Linked DNA regions of Rattus norvegicus: regions 1 and 3 are each linked to region 2. The links are chromatin contacts, called in public Hi-C maps. All regions are on one chromosome and are shown on one strand. The core of a region is the stretch at or near the end of the contact, and the rest is flanking DNA. Distances in the headings are between cores, read along the strand shown.

Region 1 (2,964 bases), core at 380-2,879, 170 kb before region 2:
GGTGGTTTTAGCAATTAACACAAGCCATCTGCAGAGCCCTCTCGACTCGCTCCTTCCGTAGATGAAGAAACTCACAAATACAAACACATTAAAAAAGCTTCTTTCCAACACTATTTAAAGAGATTCCATGTAAATCAGTAAAAGCAGGAGTTTATCCTTACACTATTGGACTATTGGCGACAATCTGCATAAGGTTGTCAAACATTGCTGCTTCAGAGGAAAATTCTATATAATCTCTCAGGTAGAGAGACATTTCACACACGTTTACTGAATTTGAGGCAGGAAAACCTGTGATGATTAAATGTCCTTGGTAAGTCTATTAAGAGAATAGACATGACACTTGCTGTCTGCCCACTCATCCTACCCTTGTTCACAAGGATGGCAGAAGACAGAAAAGGAGGGAGAGAGATGGTCGCCATGGTTAACCCAAGTGAGTCAGAACTACAGAAGTTCCTTTTCCGGGGGCTGGAGAGATGGCTCAGCAGTTAAGAGCACCAACTGTTCTTCCAGAGGTCCTGAGTTCAATTCCCAGCAACCACATGGTGGCTCACAATCATCTGTAATGGGATCTGGCGCCCTCTTCTGGTGTGTGTGAAGACAGCTACAGTGTACTTCTTCTATATAATAAATAAATAAATCTTAAAAAAAAAAAAAAAAGAAGTTTCTTTTCCTTTCTTAGCCTTCCAGCGCAGGTCTGAAATTCTATTACTTTCCATTTAAATTTAATTTTTAAAATGTCTACGTGTGTGGGGGTTGGGGATTTAGCTCAGCGGTAGAGCACTTGCCTAGCAAGCGCAAGCCCCTGGGTTCGGTCCCCAGCTCCGAAAAAAAGAAAAACAAAAGTCTACGTGTGTGAGAGCGAGGGAGTATGGGAGCGGCAGAGGACAAAGGTGTGGGATCCCCTGGAGCTGCAGGTTGAACAGTTGCGCTGTCTAACAGGAGGGATGGGAGTTAAACTGCAGAGGGACTGCAGGCTCCTAACCTCTGAGCTCTCAGCTCTCCGGGTCCCTAAAATGATGACAAGGTCCACCTTCAAGGGACTGCCCTAAAAAAGCAAAGGGGATTTAGAGCATGTCTGTGCAGGAAGGAAAAAAGGAAAAAAAAAAACCATCCATTTTCTAGGTTAATTAAATTCAAGCTCTTCACTACACGCTACTACCACAGATGATTTAAAGATGGAGAAGTTAAAAGGCTACCTGTCATTTACACTATTTACATTGAAGTGGTTTTAGAACCCTTTCGATGCTGGTTAGGGGGTGTGAAACACCACCCCCACTCCCATCCACCCCAGTGGAACTTTTAGACTTCTAGGAGCGATTCCCACTGTGAGATCTCCACTTGTAAGAAGATGACACATTATACACTTTCAAAATCCGTTGAAAATAAATAAGGTCGGAACGAGTGATTTCCGATAATGGTGACCCTGGAGAAGTTAAACATTCATGATTTTCTTTTTGACTCGAACAGTTCTTTCTCTGCTAAATTTGCTGAAAGCTGTGCTGTCCTGGTTGCTTATTGACAAACCGAATTCCCGCTATCTTTTGTTTAGTTTGAACAGCTCTACCAACTCAGTAGGAAGAACAAACAGGGCAAGGCTCAGACACAGTCTTTCAGGCCATCTTTGGATTCCGTCAGAGCCTTACGGGCTAGGCATGAGCCCGGGAGCAAAGCCGCCATAGAGATAAGCACTGAGCGGTATCTGGGGTCAAGCACTCATCTGCTTGCCCTGAAATCTCTTCTGTGTTCAATGGGCTTTTGACATTGCCCTTTTTAGAGACAGGGAGCAAAGTCAACAGGTAAAACTCCCGCTGGCCGACTCTCTCCTGTCCAACAGGTCTACCCTCAATGCTTCAGCAGGACTACGAGGAATAGGCTTAGTTTAAAAGAAAAAGAAAGCAAGGTCTTGAAAGAAAATTAAATTTCAAAAGTTGCCCTGCTAAAACAGTCCGTGAACACAAAAATAAACTACTCTTGGCTTGTATCATTGAAAAATCCAGCCCTCCTAAGTATGCATTTTCTGAATGTACGGCTTATTTGTAAACAGATTCTAAACTGATTACAACTGTATTAAGTTGATCAGGAGTGATGTGTACACTGTAACCCCAGTCTTTTGGAAACAGACAGGAGGGGTGATCAGAAGTTCAAGGTCATTATTGCCTACATTATTAAATTTAAGGCCACCCAGGGCTGGTGAGACTCTCAAAAGCAACTGTATTAACTCTTTAAAAATGGTAAGTGGCTCATGAACTCACTCTTACACCCAAGGCCAGTGGCCCCACACCTGTGGAAGCAGTGGCCTACCCTACCCTGACAATGTCCAAGAAGCAAGCAGATGAGGAGGCTCTCCAGCACATAAAAACGGGCTGCCTTTAACCCAGCACTTGGGAGGCTGAGGCAGGTGGATCTCTGTGAGTTTGAGACCAGCTTGGTCCACAAAGTGAGTCCAGGACCACCAGAGCCACAGAGTGAAACCCTGTCTTTGAAAACCAAACAAAACATCATTGCATGAGTGGTGGAGGGGTGCTCTGGGTCCCTGACTGTTAGTGAAGGCCTGGAAGCAATTTCAAAGGCGATTGGCTACTTCTCCCTTTGTCCAGATGAGAAGCTAACTAGTGCCTCTTTCACAGCACAGTCAGAGCGAGGACTCAAAAGCTTAATCACACGCTCACCTTGCCTGGGGCTCTCATAATCACTCTGGGACTCTCTTACGCAGATTAATTTAATCTTAATATTTAATCTTAACACTTATGGAGTTAATTTGTTACTCCAATAAATTTTATTGCTTGCGGGTTATCTAGCCTCCCCTCCTCCCCTACCCCCCCACCCCACTAAATCTTTTTGTTTCTGAATATAGGTCGTGTTTCATGTCTAAAATTTGGGCTAGCAAGACGGTTCAGTGTAAGGTGCTTGACATACACAAGCCTGATACCCAGAACCCATATTAAAAAAAAACGGGTGTGAAGA
Region 2 (2,923 bases), core at 165-2,664:
TGTTTAATTAATATACTTTCAATATCACGTCAGCATTCCCTAAACTGCATTCCAATGTCTCCTGGCCAATAAAAGTTACCTTTTTCTAATCATAAGGATTAATTGAATGATAGGTTGGGGGAAAGTATACTATCTCATTTTTATCACTTAAAATGCTCATCAGTGCTTTATTTGCTATAGAGAACTTACTCTAAATTGTAGATGTCAGTGACACAGCCGGGGATAAGATAATACCCTTGTCTACATGGAGCTTAAGTTCCTTTCTTATAATTAAAAGTAAGTTCTCCATTTTCATGTATATGTGTGGAGTAGGCATATGTATGAATGTTTGCATGTATATGGGCACACACGTGTGTAGGTGTGCATGTGTTTGTTTGCACGTGGAGTTCAATATCGATGTCTGGAGCCATTCTCCGTTGCTCTTCAGCCTTATTCTTGGAGGCAGGGTTGTCAATCGTATAATACACAAGGAACTCATTGTCGTTTTCATTTTAGCCTTTTTATTTATTATTCTATGATAGCTTTTGTCCTATTTGCAAGTAAACAAATGTTGGGTCCTTCCGGTCATGGTGTCCTTCTTGCACAGGGAGTTGGATGCAGAAAATAAGAAGCAGGCAGGATATACAGATGCTACACGCATGGTGCTCACGACAAGTTCACAGTTTCCCTCTCTTCACATTCTGTCTCTACTGTTTCTTCCTTCCCATTAAAAAGCTGGTTCACTGTTTTATTTTGTGTTTTTGCTATTTAATTTGTGAGGGACTTGAATGTAAATGTGAATACCACAGTCTCATGAATCCCTATGGCTTTGTAAGTGTTTGACTTAGAAAAGGCTTCTCCAGCTTGGGTAAGGTTTCCTTTCCTATCATCCCCCTAGATTCTGCTGGTGACAGCCTTATAGATTTTAGTTAGCTGGAAGGATGGCGTTCACTGCATGTTTAAACTTTAATCTCAGAACTACAGCGTTCCTTTCATCATTGCTCAGTTCTGCATTCTAGCCTGTGAAAAAGAATGTTGAGATTTGCCAGAATGTTACACCGTAGAGCAGTGTAGAGTCTTCAATTCTACAGAAGTCAAAGGAATAGTTTCCAGGCCACTTATATATGCATTGCAAGGTTATTCATACGCTTAATTCTATGAAATCATACCCCCTCTCAGTTTGCAGCAGTTCTTATCAGGAGAATGGTAAGAAACAACCTTTATTTCTGTAGCGTTTTATTTCAGAATTGACCTCGTGGCTTGTGGCCATCTCGTTTCCTGTAAGCATAGCTCAGGAATTTATTTTTAATAAAAGATCCATTTAATTTTGAGTTAAGAAACTCAAATAATTCCCCCAAAGCCTGCTGACCACAGTCTAAAACTATGAACTGTTCTTCAGAGGGTTTTGGGTGTGGATAAAGAGACACACTTTTGCAATTTTCAGTATGTCATCATCAAACAATGTTTACAAAACTCAGCACTCTGGGGATGTGTGCAGGCGTTAGCAAGCAGATGTTGGCAGTCAAGGAAAACTTACAATTGCTGCCCGAAAAAATTCCCTGCTGCCTATCAGTTACATACAAGACTGTCGAGCTCTCCCCTTGGTGTGGGCGATATGGATGGTTTGTAAGACAGTTGATCCAAAACCAAATATGAAAACCGTGGAAAGTGAAATCCTCTATAAATTTTCATGCAAGAATCATTTGTCTCTTTTTATGACTTTTAAAAAAAGGTGTTTTAGTTGAAAACAATCTAGCTTGGAGTAGTCTAACAAGACTATTGAAAACGATTTTCTTAAGTTTTGTTTTGCATAATGTTTTAAAATAGATCAAGAACACCCCCACTCTGGCCCCTGACCCAGTTCTCAGGATGTTCCATTGTTGAAAACACCTAGCTACTCCACAAACATGTTAATCTTCATTTCTGAGAAGTGACAAATCTTTTTAGTGGAAATGAATCAAACAGGTCGACATATTGATTTTTACAGAGTAAATCTTTCTCTTCCCGATAAAGACGGGGGAGGAAGGGAAGGTTCTTCAGGAAGATTCAGGGAGAGCTACCAGACTCATTTAAAGAAAATTTTAAATATAACATTTCTGTGATATTAAAATATGTTATTTTATGGTATTGCCTTTGAACAATCTGAACAGAACATGTTCAGTCAAAATGGTGACAGTCAGAGAGCATTTTCATTTCCAAAACAGTTTTTTTTTTTGTAAAAGACTGATTATGATAAAATCTGAATTTATTTTTCTGGGTCCTTTATTTATATATGACAAAATTCCCATATACTTTGAAATTCAATGGTGTTTCAAATTTTGATTGAGGATCACACTACACTGAAAGACATGACTGTTTTCAGTGGTGAGGCTTATATTGAAAAGCAACTGTTGAATTTGGGATGTTAAAAGGCCTATTTTTTAAAAAATATAGTTTATATAGTTCCTACCTTTTAAAAATATAAAGTTAAAAAAACTGTAAACATGAGATTGCTTGGTGAGTAGGTGTACTTGCTGGGCAAGCAGGAAGACCTGAATTTGGGTCCCCACCATGTACATAAAAAGCCAGTCACCGCCATATGTACTTGCAGCCAGAATATCACACGAGGTGGAACTGAGACTGATGGAGCTTGCTGGCTTCCAGCCTAATTCCAAGTTCAGTGAGAGACCCTGTCTTAGAGCAATAAGGCAGAGAATGATAGAACAGTGGATGTCTTCCTCTGTCCTCTGTGCACATCTGCATACCAACAGACTCATACCACATGCACATCATGTACACACACACACACACACTCACACACACAGACACACTCACACACACACACTCTCACACACTCACACACACACTCACACACACACATACAAAATCACTCACACACACATATTCACACACACATACATGCACACACACATACATACTCACTCTCACACACACATACACACTC
Region 3 (2,700 bases), core at 162-2,661, 220 kb after region 2:
CTTCCTCGTCCCACTCCCACCCCAAATGGTCTCTATTATGGGTGATTGACTGTAGACACAGAACCCTGGCCTGGGGAAGGCGGACTGCATGCTCCTCCTTTCCTGATAAAAATCCAGGAAGGTCCTAGTGTGGAGATAGTTACTGGGATAGTAACTGAGCAGTGAATAGGTGCAGATGGTCCTTCTCCCCCTTTGTGGTTTGATCTCCAAGCCAACCTGAGGAACCTAAGGAATACTGTCACCATCTAGGGATCTTGATCAAGTTGCTTTCTCTGCCAGGTGAAGAATTAAAAGGCAGGGGGGAAAGTCTCCAGCTCAACAGGCAGAGGCAGAAAACTCATAAACACAAGAAGCAGGAGTGACAGAATTGGCAGGTGAAGAAAGGCCTTTCGTTCTGGATGAGGAAATGCACGTGCATATAAGCAGGTACACAGGAAGACCCTCCACAAAGCAGAGGTGGAACTCGGGGAGACAAAATCCAGCCTCATCCTGAGGGGTGGAGTTTTCTAAGTCTCCGAAGGGTCTTTCTCCCCTAAACTTAAAGTTGGTCGGTTTGAAGAAAGACAGGCTGGATAGCTGATTGGCCCCACAACTGTCTCTAAATGCATCCTGCTGCGTCTCTGGACCTGTTGAGCCAACCCATCAGCAGGGGGCCTTGCTGGTGGGAGACAAAGCCACAGGCCTTTGTTTTAAGCTGCCAGGCTTTCATCTCCGACCAGGAAAGGGAGAAGGAAACCAGCCATCTTGCAAGCTCGCCACCTTTATCACATAGCCATGGCCCCTCTCCCTATCTGTCTGCCCACCAGGAAGTCTGCCAAACTCCAACCCCACACCACCAAGTCTGTTTCCAAGGTTTCTGGTCTGCTTTCTATATCACCTAGAGAGAAATCTCCAAAGATTCCACTCTGTCTCCTGGGTTACCACATCAAGTATTATTTTTTATATTATACCGCATACATCTTAGATGCTCACAGGTTATAATGCAATAGTGCACTGACTTTTAGTATTGCACAGGGAGCAAAAAGGCACATAAGGTTAGTTAAAACGAAAAGATCTGGGGCTACAGGATAGCTCAGTAGTCGAACAGGTGTTTTGCCCTGCACCCCCCATTGGCATGAGAAAAACAAAATCTCTAACTTCCTGAAAACCACCTTGCTAAATCAATAGGATCAATAGATTTGTCCTATTTTCTCAGTGGCTGCTTTCTTGCAATGAAGACTGCTTGCACAACCTTGGGTATTGGGGTCAGCCTAATCACCAACATAAGACAAAGCTGTGAACCTGTCCTAAGCTTAGCAACATAACAGCACAGTAGACAGTAACGGCCCTGTGACCAAGCTTTAGACAGTGTGTCTGACAGTTAGACAACATTGGGCTTTATCTCTGCCTAGTCGCACACAGTTTAGCAAGAACCATCCACTCTTGACGTGATCACCCTGGCCAGCCTTTACCAAGAACCCTGCTTGGACTGTTTAGTCTGTGCTTGTGTTTAATTTGTTGAAAATGTATCCTGTAGGAGAGAAAATACACCCCCTGTCTTCACCCATCCAAAGGTCGTGCCTGACACTTCTATGACCAAAGACAGATAAGCAATAAAAAAAATAATAATAAATTTACTTTGTCTAGAGTTTGTCTGGAATTCCCCTTCCTCGTGGATGACTACCCTTAGTCCTTTTTCTCTCTACTGACCCTCTGGCTTTCTTCATAGGCTACAAATCCCTATGTGTGTCTTTGTAGTATTTAAAATTGAACTCATTCTTTCTCTTCTGTCACAATGGTCCTGAATCCCCCTCCTACTTTGACAAATGCTAACTTTTCCCTTAAGCACACTGTGCTGTAGATAAGTGTTTTTAACCCCTGTCACAGTTCCATAACTAGTCTCAGCTATGTGTTATGTGTGTGTGCTTACACGTGTATGTGTGGTTCTATTTTAGCTGCTTGTTTTATTTTTATTGAAACAGAAGCTCATGTAACTCAGGCTGGCCTTGAACTCCTGATGAGTTTACCTCGTGAGAGCTAAAATCACAGGTACGTACTGCTGTGCCCAGGCAATCAAACATAGGGCTTTGGTCACGCTCTACAAACTTGATACAAACATGCCAACAACTGAGCGACATCCCCAGCCTCAACCACAGGCATTGAAGTATGCTATAGTCCCCGACCCTAAAGTGTCCCCTGCAGTTGCCCTTCATATATCACCTCACTGTCCCCTCCTCCACGTTCCTGGAAACTGTAACTTTTGTAAAACTACTGTATGTGGGCTGGTGAGGAGGCTCAGCATTTAGAATGCATGCTCCTATTCCAGAGGATCTGAGTTCAAGTCCCAGCACCTCAGCAGGCAGTGGACAACCACCCACGACTCCAGCGACACAGCATTTTACACCTTCTCCTCACCTCTGCAGACACCCATACACACTGACACACATTTCCACAGACATACAGCCAATAAAAATAAATGTTTAAGAGCAAAACCCTGCTGTCGGCAAGGAAACACTCCTGTAGAGCGGGCTGGGGACGTGGAGAAGGGAGGTACTCGGGCCATGGTGGTAAAGGGGTTTCTGCTTGTCCAGAGGGGTCTTCCTCTCTCAGGTGAAGGGCACTGTGGTGAATGGGTGGATGCCAGAGAGGTTTCACCAGACACCAAGGTGAGTTTAATGGGTTACTGGAAAGAATAATAGGCAGGCAGCAACCTTGCTGAGG

Evidence for each region. Hi-C and Micro-C count contacts between places; a contact is called where the count stands out from the background.
Region 1: a Hi-C map of liver shows a contact between it and region 2, with 2.9 times the contacts expected there. The contact joins two enhancer-like sites. A contact is called at or near these places in 2 of 12 Hi-C or Micro-C datasets (the Rat2 cell line and liver).
Region 3: a contact with region 2 is called in a Hi-C map of liver, with 6 times the contacts expected there. The contact joins two enhancer-like sites. A contact is called at or near these places in 2 of 12 Hi-C or Micro-C datasets (both in liver).

What each region holds. Positions count from the first base shown.
Region 1 is chr9:80,694,667-80,697,630 of GRCr8, forward strand. The region is part of intron 12 of Fn1 (fibronectin 1); the gene reads right to left. Among named protein-coding and RNA genes, the nearest start is that of Fn1, 18 kb to the right of the region's middle. Within about 2 kb of position 1,630, at least 2 of the 93 cell types and tissues checked have an H3K27ac peak or open chromatin away from gene starts, as enhancers often do. A contact at or near this core is called in liver, where this site is marked.
Region 2 is chr9:80,866,762-80,869,684 of GRCr8, forward strand. No RefSeq gene overlaps it. Among named protein-coding and RNA genes, the nearest start is that of Fn1, 150 kb to the left of the region's middle. Within about 2 kb of position 1,415, at least 9 of the 93 cell types and tissues checked have an H3K27ac peak or open chromatin away from gene starts, as enhancers often do. A contact at or near this core is called in liver, where this site is marked.
Region 3 is chr9:81,087,695-81,090,394 of GRCr8, forward strand. No RefSeq gene overlaps it. Among named protein-coding and RNA genes, the nearest start is that of Mreg, 200 kb to the right of the region's middle. Within about 2 kb of position 1,412, at least 3 of the 93 cell types and tissues checked have an H3K27ac peak or open chromatin away from gene starts, as enhancers often do. A contact at or near this core is called in liver, where this site is marked.